3 separate regions of the Sus scrofa genome follow, and all the other regions are linked to region 1. The links are chromatin contacts, called in public promoter capture Hi-C maps. All regions are on one chromosome and are shown on one strand. Each heading gives the region's core, a stretch centred on a gene start, on an enhancer-like site or on the middle of the called end of the contact. The rest is flanking DNA. Distances are from core to core; before and after follow the strand shown. Region 1 holds the start of LRRN3 (leucine-rich repeat neuronal protein 3). Region 2 overlaps IMMP2L (mitochondrial inner membrane protease subunit 2). Region 3 holds the start of IMMP2L (mitochondrial inner membrane protease subunit 2).

Region 1 (2,707 bases), core at 128-2,627:
TATTCAAAAGGTTAGGAATCATTTGAATAAAATTTTAGAGGGAAAAAATAAAGCATTTGGAAATATTTTAAAGAAAACCACAGAGTGAAAATATTTAGCAGTTAGAAACAAAAGCTGGTATTATGATTATAATAATTGTAAACTATTGGTCTATGACGTTTCAATAAATACTTAAGGAGCAATTAGGTGCGAAGCTTTTTTTTTTTTTTTTTTTTTTTTTTTCCTCCCCTCCCCAAGTAAATCCACTAACATGAAAATGTCATCTCTTTTTACTCCACTAGAGGGTAGTCTCCCAAAACTAGGGCTGGAGTCAGGAATCTAACCTGTTTTTGACCTGTTGATAAATTAATCCTCATGTTCCATTCTTTTTAACAAGATGCTTCTCTAGTATACTAATTAAGATTTTAAAACATGCATTTCTTAAATTGCTGTGTATTTACTCATACACTGCTATGCTTTTCTGTGTTTCTTTTCTAAATTTCTGCTAGTTCAGTTAAGTGCTTTACATATGTGGTGTATACAGTATATTCTTCTGGTAAATATAAATTCAGAATAAATAGGTCTAAGAATAAAGAGAAATCATTTTCTTGAGGATTTAATTTTATTTCTTCTGAAATGCTCCCCCAAAGTAGTACAACATACACCCCAAACATACCACGCACACAGACACCCACACAAACACCTTGACATACGCACCTGTTCACATGTGGCTGGCAAATTAATTTCACCACATAAGGACAAGTGAGTGAATGTAACTGGAAATAGTATTTTTAAAAAATACCCCCTCATAGGCCAATGTTGTAAGTGATAGAGAAGCAAATATGTGCTTTATTTTAAAAAATTGGTCAGTGCAGGTAATAAATATCATTGCTTTAAAAACAAAGTGTTACTGAACAGCAAGCACATATGCTATATGAAGTAGGACCTACAGAAAACCAAATGCCACTCAAACAGTTTCTAGCCACACTTTTTAAATAATACTGCCATGGGTGAAGCTCAGAGAGAGCAAGTTGGAGGCTCTGCATCTCTCCCAGGAGTTTTTAATATTAGAGAAATCTTTATTAGTAATGTGTCCTGCTATTTTCAGAGAGAAAACATAGTTTCCCTGAATGACTGACAACCTAAACAGGGGAAACCTGGTCAAAAATTCCCAGTTTTTGACTGGGAGGCAGGAAGGGAAGGAGGGAGGAAGGAAGGGGAGGAGGGAGGGTGGGAGGAAGGAAGAAAGAAAGGAAGGAGGGAAAGGAGAAAGGGAGCGGGGAAAGGAGAAAGGGAGCGAGGAAAGGAGGAAGAGAGGGAGGAAGGAGGGAAGGAAGGAAGGAGGGGAGGGAGGGAGAGAGGGAGGGAGGGAGAGAGGGAGGGAGAGAGGGAGGGAGGGAATGATACCCAGGAAAATATGCGAGCCTGTTTCATTTATTTGTATCCTAAGCAGCAGTGTCATAGAACAGACAGGTTGTTTCAGCCAACCAGACGGGAGCAGCTGCGAGTGCTACATCTTGGCAGTCCGAAGCGATTGGCTCCTCTCTGGGGAGTGGAGGGTGTTCGGTTATTAATGACCGCTGAGCAGGCAGCACCATGTCAGTGTGACAACTGATCGGGTGAACGATGCACCACTAACCACCATGGAAACCAGGAGAAATAAAGCCAGCTCTCGGGATCTCTCTTCACTGGATTGAGAGCCTCAGCCTGCCTGCCTGCGGACTAAGAGAAAGAGTTCCGGGAAAAAGAAGGAATCCCAGCTGCAGCCTCCTGCCTCCGTTTGTAATTTAAAATACCGAGATAAGATTGCTGGCATGTGTGCGTATCTATAGTACACGTTAGTGTATACTTTAGTACACACACGTATGCACCTCTTTATACGCGGGCAAGAACACAACCATGTGATTATCGCAACTAAGGAACTGAGGAGTCCAGCACACGGGGACAGGAAGGTTGTGTAGCACAGAAACGCTTTTGCTGGGTAAGTTTGAAATACACATTTCTATTTAAATATGCTCTATTTCTTGTTTAGCTGATGCTTGCTGGGTTTTTTTGTTTGTTTGTTTGTTTGTTTGAACACTGAAATTCTCCTTTGATGTTCTCTTCTTGTCTGCATTCTGAACGCCTTTTCTTTCCATTTTACTTTTGAGAGGAAATTCAAATGCAAAAGCCCTCTGGCTCTGTGCATGTCTAGCTGTGTTTGTGGGATTCTCCAACATGAATTTTACTAGCTTGAACGCCCATCAGAGGATGTGAGTGGGAGAGAAAAAGCAGTGCTGGGGGGGGGCGGAGAGAAAGGAGAGAGACCAAGAGAGAAGAGAAGGGGACAGTGGGAGAGAAGACCAGAGGAGAGAAGGAGACAGGGAGAGAGGGCGCGGGAATTTTCCTTTGCTTCACATTATTTGCAATGAAAAGCAGGTCACACATCATTCTCTGTTTTGAAACCAACCCCCAAATGGGGCATTTTTCTCCCTTTCATCTACTGCTGGAAATTAAGGCAAATGCTGCTGCATGTCAAGAGCTAAAACCACTAAGCAGAGCAGTGGAATGAGCATATCACAAACAGTTATTGAATTTCTGCCAGGCTACATCTTACGGATTGGGGTAAATGAGTATCCTTTAATAACATCCCCTCACTGGTTTGAAAGGACAGTGCAAATGTCTGATGGCTAATGCAGCTGGAATTGACACACGCTAGGTAAAAGGATCCCATGAACCAGAAGAGTTC
Region 2 (2,700 bases), core at 19-2,518, 380 kb after region 1:
CTATTTGTTACCATTTTAAAAATCTACACTATAATAAATGTGCTAAAGAATCACACCTCCTTAAAAATAACTAAAAACAGGGGTTCCTGTCATGGCCCAGCAGAAACAAATCTGAATAGTACCCATGAGGACACAGGTTCGATGCCTGGACTCACTCAGTGGGTTAAGGATCCAGCATTGCTCTGAGCTGTGGTGTGGGTTGCAGATGCAGCTCAGATCTGGCATTGCTGTTACTATGGCATAGGCCAGCAGGTGTAGCTCCAATTCGACCTCTTAGCCTGGGTACCTCCATATGCCTATGCCGCAGGTGCGGCCCTAGGGGGAAAAAAAAAGACAAAAAATAACTAAAAACATCACTCCCTCCATTTCTAGAGCAAAAAATGAGTATTTGAAGATAATTGCAGGAGCTTAAGTTCATTAACCAACAGTCCCCTAACACCTAAGGCAGTTTTCTGATATTTTTCAGTATGATCTTATTACTGTCTAATTATCCATATTGCTTTTCTTCATTTTTGTTAAACTGAAATTCACAAAAGCAGTTTAACCTTTCACTTAGAATCATTAAATACACTCCCCTCCTTCACTGATAATTGGCCTCTTTATTAACTGATTTCCTCCCATGATTTATTACAAATCTTTTTTTGCCAAATTTGGATCCATTCTGTTAATACATTCTTTACCTTCTTTCAACTCAATTAACACATTGTCACTGTTACCAAAGCTTTCCTATTATTTCTTCAAGTTCTTACTGCTCTTTAAAGATCCCCTAGTAGAATAATGAATTTTTAATAAACCTGGCATACTTTAATGATTCTTATTTAATTCTGCCACAATTTATGTACGACATACTACTCACACTTAAGTACTTCCTACTGCATTGTCAAAGCAGGCTATGGTAACTTTCCCAAGATGCAAATACACATCTTGCAACTTATAACCTCTAAAAACACAGCAAGCCATGTTACAATTATCATATCCACAGGCAAATCAAACTGAGTCAGCTTCTGTCAGCAATTTCAAGAGCCACCCAATTTTTAATACAGTGAAACTTTATACTTGTTGTGCCTTCAGTAAATATTAATGTGACCTCTGAATGTGAGTAAACCTGTCACTAGATTATGCAAAGAGTAACCTTTCATGATATGGGTCATTAAGGCTTTTCATTAATGCAAATAAACAATTACAAAAAAAAGTATTCCTGTTCCCTTCTTGCAAAGACATGTTTTCCTGAGCTCTGAAACACTAATGAAGTTGGGTGGCTGTCGCTTTAAGCCCTTCCCCTTCCTTATCAGCCACAGACACATTTCCCAGCAACTGCCATCTCCTCTCACCAAAAACAGTGTCTTTTTTTTTTTTTTTTTTTTTTGTAACAGGAAAAAAAAGGGGGGGAAAGTAGCTCCTGACTTTAGATCAAATAAGGTGATGTTTAAGTTTCATTTTGAGACTTCTTCCACATTTCCAGGACCTAAACTATGAAAGAGAATATGGGATCTAGGACCATTTTTTTTTTCTAAGTGCTCAGAGTGTTGACAGGTGGGAAATTCATCTGAGGTTGACAAGAGGTGAAGATAACCAGAACAAGATTAACCATGAAGAGTCAAAAACTCAACTCCCAGAATAAATTACACGGGATAAAAAATATCTAAGATTTCTATAGCTTATTTTGAACAGTTTTAAATAGGAATGGACTCTGTGCTCAACCTCTTGTAAAATATCTGCCTGCCAACTTTTAATTTTTTCTAATTTTTCAATCATTTCAACTGAAGGTGAAATCTTAATAAGCATATATTCGTCTGATACCTTTCACCAAAAAAGCCCTTTGTTCAAGGTCTCTTTACCCACTCTAAAATTTCTGGTTCATGTACTAAGACGGCTTCTCTTCTTTAAAAAATGTCAAATCAATGTTGACTCCAGCTTCAAAAGTAAGCAACATATTTTTCCGATATTCTGAGGGACTGATTCTTATGTTTAGCTCTAACGTTTCCTTCTCGATTCCTAAAACCACCTTCATGCAATTTTTTAAATGGAAGAGAACTTACAGACCAACTAGTCTATACCTCTTTGCAGGTGCTAAAACTGACCCTAAAGAGTAGTTCAGAAAGGAGTTCGTGCTGTGGTCCGGTGGGTTAAGAATCCGACTACAGCAGCGAGGGCCACTGAGGAAGTACGGGTTTGATCTCTGGCCCTGATCTGGAGTTGCCGCAGCTGCAACTTAGGTCACAACTGCAGCTTGGATTCAATCTCTGGCCTGGGAACTTCCATATAGCTTGAGTGCTGCCATTACAAACAAACAAACAAACAAAAAAAAGTAGCTTGGAAAATCTCTCCAAGGTCATTAAGCCAGTTATTAAATAATAACAGCTGAAAGAAGCAAGATCTTCTGAAGCTTACTTCTATATTCTTGTACCAAGGAACTAACAGAGGTTTACAGGTTTTTATGTAAAGGAAAATAATAATTTTCACTTAGTTGAGCAACTGCTTAAATAAAATCAGTGTTTTTCAAATGTTTGGTAAGAATCTTTAATAAAATTTCACATCCTTATACATTCTAAGGGTAGTCTTCAAACCATTTTGTATCTTTCCGTTGCTCAACAAAATTTTCTATTGCCACTCTGATATTCAGAGGGAGTGATTAAAAGAAAAAGGTTTAAAATAACTTTCATTCATTATCTCACCATTTTCTAGGACAGAAGTCCAGCA
Region 3 (2,700 bases), core at 195-2,694, 460 kb after region 1:
GTCATTTCTCCCTCACAAAATACCTTCCTCTGTAAGCTTGGGAGAAGATCCCAAAAGAACTTCAACAGTTGTGATGGCACTATTAACTTTATACTTTGGAATCCTAAAGGGTTTTTTTCTTTTCTTTTTCTTTTTTCCACCACGCCCATGGCATGGAACTTCCATATGTTCCAGGGCTAGGGGTCCACTCTGGAGCTGCAGCTTCAGGCCTACACCCCAGCCACTAGGATTTTTACAGGAGTCCCCTTCCCAAATATGAAAGATCTTTGAGGGAGTTCCCTTGTGGGGCAATGGGTTAAGGATCTGGCATTATCACTGCAGCGGTTCAGGTCACTGCTATGGCACAGGTCTGACCCCAGGCCCCGAAATTTCCACATGCCCAGAGAGCAGGCAGAAAGAATGAAAGAACGACAGATCTTTGGGAGGGAAGAGAGGGAGCCAAGACTCCTAAACACTACAGTCTCAGAGACTGGTGGAGGTTAGCTCAGACATAGGGGCCTGAGACAAACAACATTCCAGAAAAGGGAAGGGTAATGAGAGTTTTCTGCCAGGTCAAGTGGCTAAAAGGGATCTATACCAGCTGTCAAACTCCCAGCCAACTCCAGGGCTCTGGAAACCCGAAACAACTCTTGGGCTTGGAGCCTGTGACCCGTGAAGGTGGGCTAAAGTTTCCCAATAACATGATAAAACTTGCTCCCAAGATCCCCCTAGGGCAGTTCTGGACCTCGTCCTCCTCTCCCTAGCGCTCTCAGAATTAAGTGCTAGCTTCTTCCACCCTTGACCATTCTTTACTTACCCTTTCTCCCGTTCTTCCTCGGTGAGAAGGGGTAAGTGGTTATTTTGTGCCCTCGCCCAATTTGGCCAAAACCCTAAAAAGTAAAAATGACAGAGACAAACACGTGTTTTAAAACCCTGACATTCAGGAACTCCCACCACCTGCCCAACACTTCCAGGCAGAAGGCAGCGCGTATCCACAGCGCTCCCTCTAGGCCAGGACTTGGGCCAGAGTTGTCCCCTTTGCTGGGGACAGAGAGCGCGATCTAAGGGCGCCTCGGCTCTGGGCTCCACGTTGCCTTCTCTAGGCTCCCGCTGCCGACCCGAGTTAGCGGGAGGAGGGGGCAGAGTCGGCCGCAGCGCCCGACCTCAGAGAAACACGCGCACGCACTCATGCTCGCGAACACCGCAGGACCTGCGGCCAAGCAGCCCTCCGCCTCCCAGCAACGCCCGCCCCCTCTGGGACCAGCTCCCGGGGAAGGGTCCCAAGCTCTAGGGACCACCAGGTGTCAGCCGGGGTGGCGCGCCGGCCCACCCCCGCCAACCTCAGAGCCTCCCACCCGTCCTGGAGCCCCCCACCCTCCGCACCCGCTGCGCAGCTCAGCCCAAGGGAAGTCCCCGCGCAGGCCCCGCCCTCCGCCGGCGGCAAGCTCCGCCCCCGCCCCCTGTGCGCGGGAGCCGGGCGAAGCTCCGCCCAGGGCGGTTAAGCGGCCTTCCCGGGCGCCTGCGCGGGTTAAGCCCAAAACCCGGCGTGGATCGACAACGGATCAAAATAACACTAACAGCAAGTCACTATTGAGCACTTGCTCCAAGCTCTGCACCATACTGAGGGCAGAAAGAGAAACAAGAGTTGAAAAACCTGTGAAACTGTGTCTTTACCCCCTCCCTTGTCTTACAGATGGGGAAACTGAGACCCCAGCAGTTGCTTTGGGTGCAAGGCCACAGTGGCAAACTGCCATATTAGGCTCTCCCTGTCGACTCCTCCTTACTGCGTTTTTTCTGCTGAAGTGGGCACAGGAAAACTATTGTTTTGCTGCTTCTAGATACGCCAAAGGGAGTAATCCAGAACAGGTGGTTTACTTTGGAGAAACTGGAATTTCATATCAAAGCTTTTGCCTTCAAACGGCACAAACTCTAAGCTGGGTTATTTCAACCTTCAAAGAAAGTGTAACCTAGAGCTACTTTTTTATACCCCTCTCCAAAATACGTCCCTGAGTATGTCTGTTTTTATTGTCCTTCTGGTTACTAACAAACTACTCTGCATTTTCAAATCATTTAACACAAATGTAAGTACCAGATGCTCTGGTATTTTGGTTTAAAAATAATTCTAAAGGTTTCAAAACAAACTCAGAGACTTAAATGGACATGAAGAGAGTAAAATTGCTCACCTGTGAAGGGGTTATGTACCAGTTTTTGTAGTTTTTCTTATTTGTCACTGAAGGAATTACTGTAAGGTAAGTTCTTATTTGCTAATGCTTAGGATTTAATTCCAAGGGCACTCAGCTAATAAGAGCACCCTCATCAAATAGCAATGGAAATCGATTTGTAAATTGGACTGGGACACCTTGGCACTAGTAATTAATAATTAATTAATAATTAACTTAGGTGGTCCTAAATTAAATAGATGGAATTTTGGGCTACTAGGAGCTGAGCAGCCTGGAATGGACTGTATCTAGAAAAACAGCAAAGACAGATATGTGTGTTTCTTAATTAAATGTTTATAAATAAACATACAAAAAGAGTTGCTAAATCTGACCAGCCTGTCACTAAGTTTCATCAAATGTACTTAAGAAGCTGAGACCATCTGAAAAAGCATAAAGTCTCTCCACTGGAGACAGTAAAAGATTTGTGGTTGACAAGGGTTATGATTGAAGAAGGGAAGAATAGGCAGAGCACAGAGAATATTGAGGACACTGAAAATATATT

The links. Promoter capture Hi-C pulls out the DNA fragments that hold promoters and counts their contacts.
Region 2: a contact with region 1 is called in a promoter capture Hi-C map of fetal liver, with 4 times the contacts expected there. The contact joins the enhancer-like site here to the promoter of LRRN3 in region 1. A contact is called at or near these places in 2 of 5 promoter capture datasets (fetal liver and liver), 15 of 47 Hi-C or Micro-C datasets (adipocytes, alveolar macrophages, brain and 11 more) and 1 of 2 datasets of contacts at active chromatin or transcription factors (skeletal muscle).
Region 3: a contact with region 1 is called in a promoter capture Hi-C map of fetal liver, with 5 times the contacts expected there. The contact joins the promoter of IMMP2L here to the promoter of LRRN3 in region 1. A contact is called at or near these places in 2 of 5 promoter capture datasets (fetal liver and liver), 3 of 47 Hi-C or Micro-C datasets (embryonic fibroblasts, liver and skeletal muscle) and 1 of 2 datasets of contacts at active chromatin or transcription factors (skeletal muscle).

Annotation. Positions count from the first base shown.
Region 1 is chr18:34,464,331-34,467,037 of Sscrofa11.1, reverse strand. It overlaps LRRN3 (leucine-rich repeat neuronal protein 3), which reads left to right and starts at 1,377. Exons shown (of 2, transcript XM_003134770.4): 1 at 1,377-1,960. All of the region lies in intron 4 of IMMP2L (mitochondrial inner membrane protease subunit 2), which reads right to left.
Region 2 is chr18:34,084,554-34,087,253 of Sscrofa11.1, reverse strand. All of the region lies in intron 4 of IMMP2L (mitochondrial inner membrane protease subunit 2), which reads right to left. Among named protein-coding and RNA genes, the nearest start is that of IMMP2L, 79 kb to the right of the region's middle. Within about 2 kb of position 1,268, at least 3 of the 83 cell types and tissues checked have an H3K27ac peak or open chromatin away from gene starts, as enhancers often do. A contact at or near this core is called in fetal liver, where this site is marked.
Region 3 is chr18:34,005,585-34,008,284 of Sscrofa11.1, reverse strand. IMMP2L (mitochondrial inner membrane protease subunit 2) reads right to left here and starts at 1,444. Exons shown (of 7, transcript XM_021079089.1): 1 at 1,363-1,444; 2 at 797-869.